Linked DNA regions of Urocitellus parryii: region 2 is linked to region 1. The links are chromatin contacts, called in public Hi-C maps. All regions are on one chromosome and are shown on one strand. Each heading gives the region's core, a stretch centred on a gene start, on an enhancer-like site or on the middle of the called end of the contact. The rest is flanking DNA. Distances are from core to core; before and after follow the strand shown.

What was found. Hi-C and Micro-C count contacts between places; a contact is called where the count stands out from the background.
Region 2: a contact with region 1 is called in a Hi-C map of muscle, with 5 times the contacts expected there. The contact joins the promoter of Ppp2r1b here to the promoter of Sik2 in region 1. A contact is called at or near these places in 2 of 2 Hi-C or Micro-C datasets (liver and muscle).

What each region holds. Positions count from the first base shown.
Region 1 is chr4:98,716,593-98,720,162 of mUroPar1.hap1, forward strand. It overlaps Sik2 (salt inducible kinase 2), which reads left to right and starts at 2,092. Exons shown (of 16, transcript XM_026392509.2): 1 at 2,092-2,354. The coding sequence starts at 2,220.
Region 2 is chr4:98,865,692-98,869,602 of mUroPar1.hap1, forward strand. Ppp2r1b (protein phosphatase 2 scaffold subunit Abeta) reads right to left here and starts at 2,324. Exons shown (of 16, transcript XM_026392518.2): 1 at 2,191-2,324; 2 at 1,360-1,450; 3 at 841-941. The coding sequence starts at 2,304.

The DNA.
Region 1 (3,570 bases), core at 842-3,341:
TACTCATCAAGTCAACATTTCTAATTTGTCTTACTTATCTTTGCTCAACCATTTGAGAGTAAGTTGCACATATCACAAACTTTTATCCCTAAATATTTTAGTAGTATTTCTTAATAAGGGCACCCTTTTTCATAATATAGTACAATTATGAAATTCCAAAAGCTTAAAATTGAGATAATACTTTTGTCTAATATTCAAATTCAAATCCATATTCAAATTTCACCAATCATCCTTTATAACATGTTTTTCTAGGATCACACATTGCCATAACTGGCATGTCTCTTTTATCCCTTAAATCTAGAACTGTTCCTCAGCCCTTTGTCTTTCACGACACTAACATTGTTTAAGAGTACAGGTCAGGTATCGAGTAGAATGTTTCTCAATGTACATTTTTCTGATTGTCGCTTTTTGTGATGGATTCATAATATACATTTTGTTTCCAGGGATATTGAATACGAAATATGTCTTCAATGCCTCACATCAGGAAGCACATCATGTTATTTTATTCATTAATAGTGACATCAACTTTCATCACTTGGTTAGGGTGGCAGCTGTCAGCTTTCTTTACTGTAAAGGTGCCTTTGCTAACCCTTTCTAATAATAAGCAATCCAAAGATACTTTGAGATTGTGTACATATCATTTTCCCCAGATTGTTCCACCCAATGATTTTAACACCATTTAACAGATTTGTCTGAATCAATTATTACCATAATAGTTGCAAAATGGTGACTTTGTAGTTTCACCATTTCTTCTACATGCATTTGTTTGGCATACCACTGTCAAGAACTGTAATTTCTCCCCCCTTACATATTTATTTAAAATATATTGTATTTTATTTATTTATTATTTATTATATTATTATATTTATGTATTTAAAAGTTAAAGTGAAAATATGGGTTCTTTTTAAAAATCCAATGTTTTATAATCCATATCTATCATTATTCTTTTTTGATACTTAAATTGCCTCTGATTTGGTAAGTGGAGGTAACTTCAAGCTGTCTTCTTTTGTCTTTTGACATATCCTTGATATATACAAGAAATCTCCTTGCTTTCTGGTACAAAATCTTTTAAGAGCACTTTATACTTTCCTTGTCTCTTCCTTCAAATGAGCCAATCTGCTAAGGAGTCTGGCTCCTTTTAGTGGAGAACGGTATTCACAAACCAAGATCTGGAGGCACATAATATATTTCAAAATATTAAAATTTTGCTGTTCCTGTTTTACCATATGAAAGACTGGTGTGATAATTCATAATCCTAGCATTACCTGTATGACCTTGTCAATTCCCTTCATTCCTTGCTGCCTCCCTCGTCATATCAAACGGAACTGGATTAAAAACACATTTCTTAATCTTTTCAGGGTCACTCACAGGTTGGGAATCCGATAAAAGCTATGATCCCCTTTCCCCGGGGACACTCTCAAATAAGCAAAACTTTCCCTACAATTTCAGGGCGTTCCAGCTTCCAAAGGCCACTGGAGCTTCCAAATGCCTGGGTTAAGAATCTCTAGGGTCTGTCTCTTCAATTCTGTGAGTCTATATGCTGTCAGAATGAGTCTTTAGCGACATCAAAATGTGGAAGGACGTATATAGCAACAAAATGAGAAAAGGACACAAAGAAAGAAGCCTGTGAGCAACGCGTTACTCAGCCACAGTTCTTTGCTGAAGCCAAATTTAGGGAGCACTCTACTCATAGGTGAGAGATTTTGGCGGGAAGGTCCGCAGGTGGGCGGAGAACGCCGGGGCAGAGCAGCAGCCCACAGGCCAGATGCAGGTCGATGCACACCTTCGATCGGCCCACCAGGGCTCGCTCTTGCCCTTCGGCTGGAAGACCGGGAAACCGGGCGGGCCGGGCGGCGACCCCGCCCCTGGCAGCAGCGAGGCGGAGAGAAAGCGGAGGGCGCCGAAGCCCGGAAGGAACGCGCCGGCCAGGTCCGCGCCCCTCCCGGCGCGCCGACCCACCCTTTCTCCCTCCCGCCGCCTACGTCGGCGGTGCTCCGGTCGCCATGGTGACCAATCGAGGCCCGGTCCCGCCCCCGCCCCCTGCCCCGGCCCCCTGACGTCGGCGCACGTCAGCGGCGGCGCGCGCCTGGCTGGGCCCTGCGGAGCGGGAGGGAAGGAGCGAAGGAGCGATCCGAGCGGCCGTCGCCCGAGCCGAGCCGCGCAGCCGGTCCGCCCGCCCGCTCGCGCTTCAGTCGCCGTGTCTAGCAGCGGGGCCCAGCATGGTCATGGCGGATGGCCCGAGGCACTTGCAGCGCGGGCCGGTCCGGGTGGGGTTCTACGACATCGAGGGCACGCTGGGCAAGGGCAACTTCGCGGTGGTGAAGCTGGGGCGGCACCGGATCACCAAGACGGAGGTGCGGCCCGGGGCTCGGCGGGAGCGTCCGAAGAGAGGGTTCGGGAGAGAAGCTGTTTACTGAAAGGGCAGGCTGTAGTGGTGCGACCGGGAACACCGGAGAGGCCGCGCCACTTGCTTAGGCAAGCGGGCCTGGGACCGTGAGGACCCAGAGGTGCTGGGGGTCGGTGAGCAGCGAAGGGACCCGGGCCCGGTCACCCAGACCCGAGTGCCGTCCGTATGGAGCCCGGTTCCCCCGGGCTTTGCCTTCCCCTACGCCACCCCCGGTGGCCCACGGAATTTCTCCCAGAGCCTCCCACCCGGGCCGTGACCTGGTCTGTGGCCTCGGCTCCGGAGCCCAAGTTCCGCGTCTTCCCCGCTTTCGACTGGGGGTGGGGTGGGAGGGGAAGTCTCGGTGCTCCCGGGCTGCGCGGTGAGAGATGTCGCCAGCCCGTGGAGGGGACCTCCTGCGCTCAGGCTCCGCTCACGGGGATCGCGCGGCCCCCGACCCTGGCTTTCCTCCTGCCCAGCTAAGAAGGGGCCTCCGTGTCCGGGAATGCCCAGGCAGCCACTGTCCTTCTTTCCCTCCTTTTGCCTTGCAAGGTCTCTGATTTGGTGCCTGGCTAGCTTGATCTCTTGCCTGAGGTATTTCCATCTAATACTCCAGACAAAAGAACTGGTTAAAATGGTCATCTCGATATTTGTACAGTTGGTGGGTTGGTTTTACTTGGGTAGGGTTGTCCCTTTACCAGGTGTGCATTCTGTCTGTAAAAATGAATTTCTTAAACCACTTCAGAATGCCTCTCTACTCCTAAAGCCCTCAACTGCTTCCTGACGGCGAATCCAGCACCCCCCCCCCCCATCCATTGCACATTCTAATGCACCGCACATATTTTCTCACAAGTCTCTGTTCTTACCTAACCCGCCCCCCTTCCTTCCACTGCTTCAAGCTGCTCTCCTCAGGGTCTCTATTTTAAGATGTGCAAATTAAATATCTTGGCGGGGGGGAAAGATAGAAACAAAACCATTCTTTAGAATAAAGCCTAGTGGTTTTGACGTACTCTATTCTGCCTCGTTGTAATTGTCACTGGAGTTTCACCCTTTTTCAGTTTTCCCCATAGTTTCATCCTGTTCCTTCCCTCCCCCCGCCCTTGTTAGTACTAATGCACTAGACTTTGAGGACTTTGAATTTAGAATAAAGTAGTACTTTTATTTTTTTCTAGGATGACTTACGTAAG
Region 2 (3,911 bases), core at 1,074-3,573, 150 kb after region 1:
TTGACATTCAAGTAGAAAAAATCACAGGCAGACATACTTAGAAATATATATAGTACATATCTAAATCTACTGATCTGTATAAATCTATACTTGTCTATTAATCCATTTATCTCTGGAGTTCCATAAAATGGTTACATGTTGGAAAAAAAAAATCACAAGAGCCAGCATCACATAGACAATATTTAAAGCTCTGAAGCATACATCCCTACCTGTCTAACTGCTGAACTCCTAGTCATCCTTTAAAACCTAGCATAGACATCATTTTCCAAGAAGTCTTCCCGGAGTGGGAGGGAGGGAATAGTGGAAGGAAACTATAGATGCTAAATTAATCCCCTTTTGCTATTACTTGGGTACTTTACATGTGTTTATATTTTCCAATTTAAGACTGTATAGTAATAATTTGTCTACACATAATGACAAAACCCTCTTTCGATTTATACTGGTTTTATACTATAACTTACAATGTGCCTTACACACTAGGCTTTCGATAAATGTTAACTAAATAGAACTTATCAAATTCACAAAGCCAGAAGCAAAAGTTACAAGAACAATTAAAGACAAAATGTTGCCTGATGAAATTAAGGCTTCCAATATGAGGAAAACAATCAAATCTTTTTCCTCCCTTCCTCTACACTAATAAGTTTATAGAAGCAGAAAGGTGAAGTTTTTATATTCAGTCAGAAAAATTAAGAAATTATTTATTCTCTCAATGGTTAACATTATGATTATGCATCTATAAAATGATCTGTATAAAAAATGCTGATGTGTTTATCACCAAACAATGTGTCATTTATACCACAAAAGTTCTAGAAGGAGGCTAGGCAGGAGATAAGTACTTACCAGCAGACAATGCGCAAAGTCAGGACCTCCCACTAGGCCAGTAAAATTTCCCAGCTGCTCAGCAAGAGCTAACAGTACCTCATCTTCATCATAAATTGTATCTGGAAATGACAACAACCAGACACTCACCAATAAGAATAGAAGGATGGCCCCCAGCAGGACACACACAAAAACAGAAACAGATTCAACATGTACATAGTAAGATAGTCTAGTCAAAATCCTAATAGCATTTTCTTCATTTTTTATCAATAGTCTTCATGAATATGTTTTACAGAACTAAAAAAATCATACTCCCAGATCAATTACTTTCCCACTAGCTGAATGAGTAATGTTTGAATATACCTAGCTATTAACATTACAATATGTTTTATTTCTTTCGCACAGAAAGCACCATGATCAATTTTGTACTTAATGATATGCTGGGTAACAAACTCTAAAAAAAAAAAAAAAAAAAAAGTTTTGAAAGTCACTGGAAAATAGAATGTCCATGCCTTTCTTTAAACAAAAACACATACATACCTGTAAGGAATGGCAGCAGTTCAGTTCGGGTCCTTTCTACTCCAAGTGCTAGAGCAATTGTTGATAATTTCTTAATACTGTTGAGACGGAGCTTTAAAAAAGAAAATGGAAAAAAAGAACAAACTAAGAAATGACTGCAATTCAGACCAAAAAACAAAAGGGGCAAATAGGTGAGATGAGGGCATGCGGGTATAAAAAATAAAGATTTCCTAGGCAAAACACTGAAGAGCCCATAAGAGAAAGGACTGAATGAAAATACTCAAGAACTGAGATAATTTTAAAAAGAACAAACTCTGGCAGTAGTGAAGCACACGAAACGGTTGAATACACCTGCCTTTTCAAAGAAAAATTTCATCGCAGCTGATACACGACTCATCTGGGTTAATCAGCCATCCCTACCTTCTTTCCACCCAACAAGCCCGGCTAGTTTCCAAGACCGAGGAAGGCATTACACTGAACTTCAAAGTGCCCCTTGGCACCCAGAGACCCGCAGGCCGCCCCAGTCGCTCGCGACGGCTCATCTACAAGACGCCGGCCCAGCGCAGGACGCGGCGTAGCACGGAAGGAGCACGGAGACGGGAAGCCGGTTGTCCGACGGTCGCCAAGCACTGATGGGCACCAAGCCAACGCCTCACAGACCCGGGGAAAGGGTGCGGGAGAGGTCCCAAGGACGGTGGGGAGCGGCCATCATAGACTCCCGAGAGTCCTTCCTCGCCTCCCCCTCAAGTTTCTGCTCCGAGTTCGGTCTCTCAACCCGTGGGCCTCCACCATCGCGGCACCAACCACACGCCCTGCTGGGCCCACCTCAACTCCCCGGCCTCAGCCCATTACCTGCACATCCTCATTGCGGAGCTCGTCGATTAAAACTGCGATCGGGTATAGCGAATCATCTCCATCTCCGCCCGCTGCCCCCAGGCCGGTCCCGGGCCCCGCTGCGCCCGCCATGTTCTTTCTTCTCCGGCTGGTCGCCGCCGCCCGCCCCGCGCCCAGGCCCCGCCCCGCGCCCAGGCCCCGCCCCGCGCCCAGGCCCCGCCCCGCGCCCAGGCCCCGCCCCCGCCCCGCGCCTAGGAGGGCTGGGCCAAGACTGGTGCCTATCTTCCTAGCGGGTGGGAGAACTAAATTGGTTCGCTGATGGAGTCTCTCTCCCCACCCACATTGCAGGAGGTGTAGGTCTGAACTCCTAAAAGGTGGGCTAAGAAAGCTAACGGAACCCCTGTGACCTTTACCCAGCCGAAAGAAACAGGGGCAGGGATTCATCCTGGCCGTTGTGGTCTGAAGCAACCAGGGACCTTACCTGAGTGATGTGTGTTGTGCCTGCTCAGGACTCAGGCAGCAAAAGAGGGTGCCCGAGGCCAGGAGGAAAAAGGCTTTAGCGTCTCCTCTGGCTTAATCCTGGCGCCCAGCCATTGGGTCGCCAGCCCTAATTTCCCCCTCTTGGCCTCAAGCCTCTACAGAACCCCCTCCACCTCTTCCTTTGGCCTGGCTCCTGCTCTGAAAGACAAATAATGCGGGCGGTGAGAGAAAATGAACAGTGCTGTCCAAACTCTCCAGTCAATATTTTTTCCACGCAAGCTGTTGAAAACATGCTGCTCTCTTGTTTTTGTGTTTCTTTTCAGTTTGGTACTGGAATGGTGCCTTCTGTTGTATTTTCTTCCTCCCATTTTTTAGCTCTTTAGCATGCAAGAAGTACAACAATCAAGCAAAACTAGGACAGGCTTTAATCCTTCCAAATTGGGTGGGGTAGAATCTTTGCTTGTACAATAAGTCCTAAATTGGCCTCCCCAGACCTCCAAGAGTCCTCAAAGGCAGCAGTTGGAAGAGACAGGATCTGGGAGTTTTTTCTTACAAAGCTATGGAAAGTTTTCCCTTACCCTTTTAGGTCAGCACAAAATAACTAAAATGTCCTGTCTATGTTTGTTTTGGAGTGGAATTTAAGCAACTTAGAATGATAAGCATGTAATAAAATGATTATACATGTAATAAAACTAAAATTGCTAATAAATAAATTTAGGAGAGTTTTTTAAAAGCATGAGCCTCTGGGAAGTCAACAAAAACCACATTCTTCTCTTCACTATGCTCCTCACATCTCCATGTGACAGAGCCTTTAGTAGTAGTGAAAGTTTGGGAATCAGTAGACCTGAACAGTTTTTCTCAAATTAGTTCTGGGCAGATGTATTCTCTAGCGTTTTAATTTTAGTTTTTATAATTTTTTAGATTTACATAAGCATGTTCAGATTATTAGAATGACTGTAAGTCAGTATTGCGACATAACTTGTGTATTTCAGTACTGTTTTGATTGTTCTGAGATAATGAGAAAAAGAAGAGAGAGATTTAAAATGAAAAAGATGCTTTTAAGCACAAAATAAAAGCCACATGATATCACAGGACTGTGCGGTCTCAATAGTTCCAAAAGAGGTGAGGAAATTAAGATATCATAGGTCATTTGGTGAACTCAAAATAAGCTGAACTTTAACAGGCAATATCATAGTCACAATATAAGAAATGCTTTAGTTTTAGCAAAAGACATCATTTTTCATGTTAATAACTTGAAT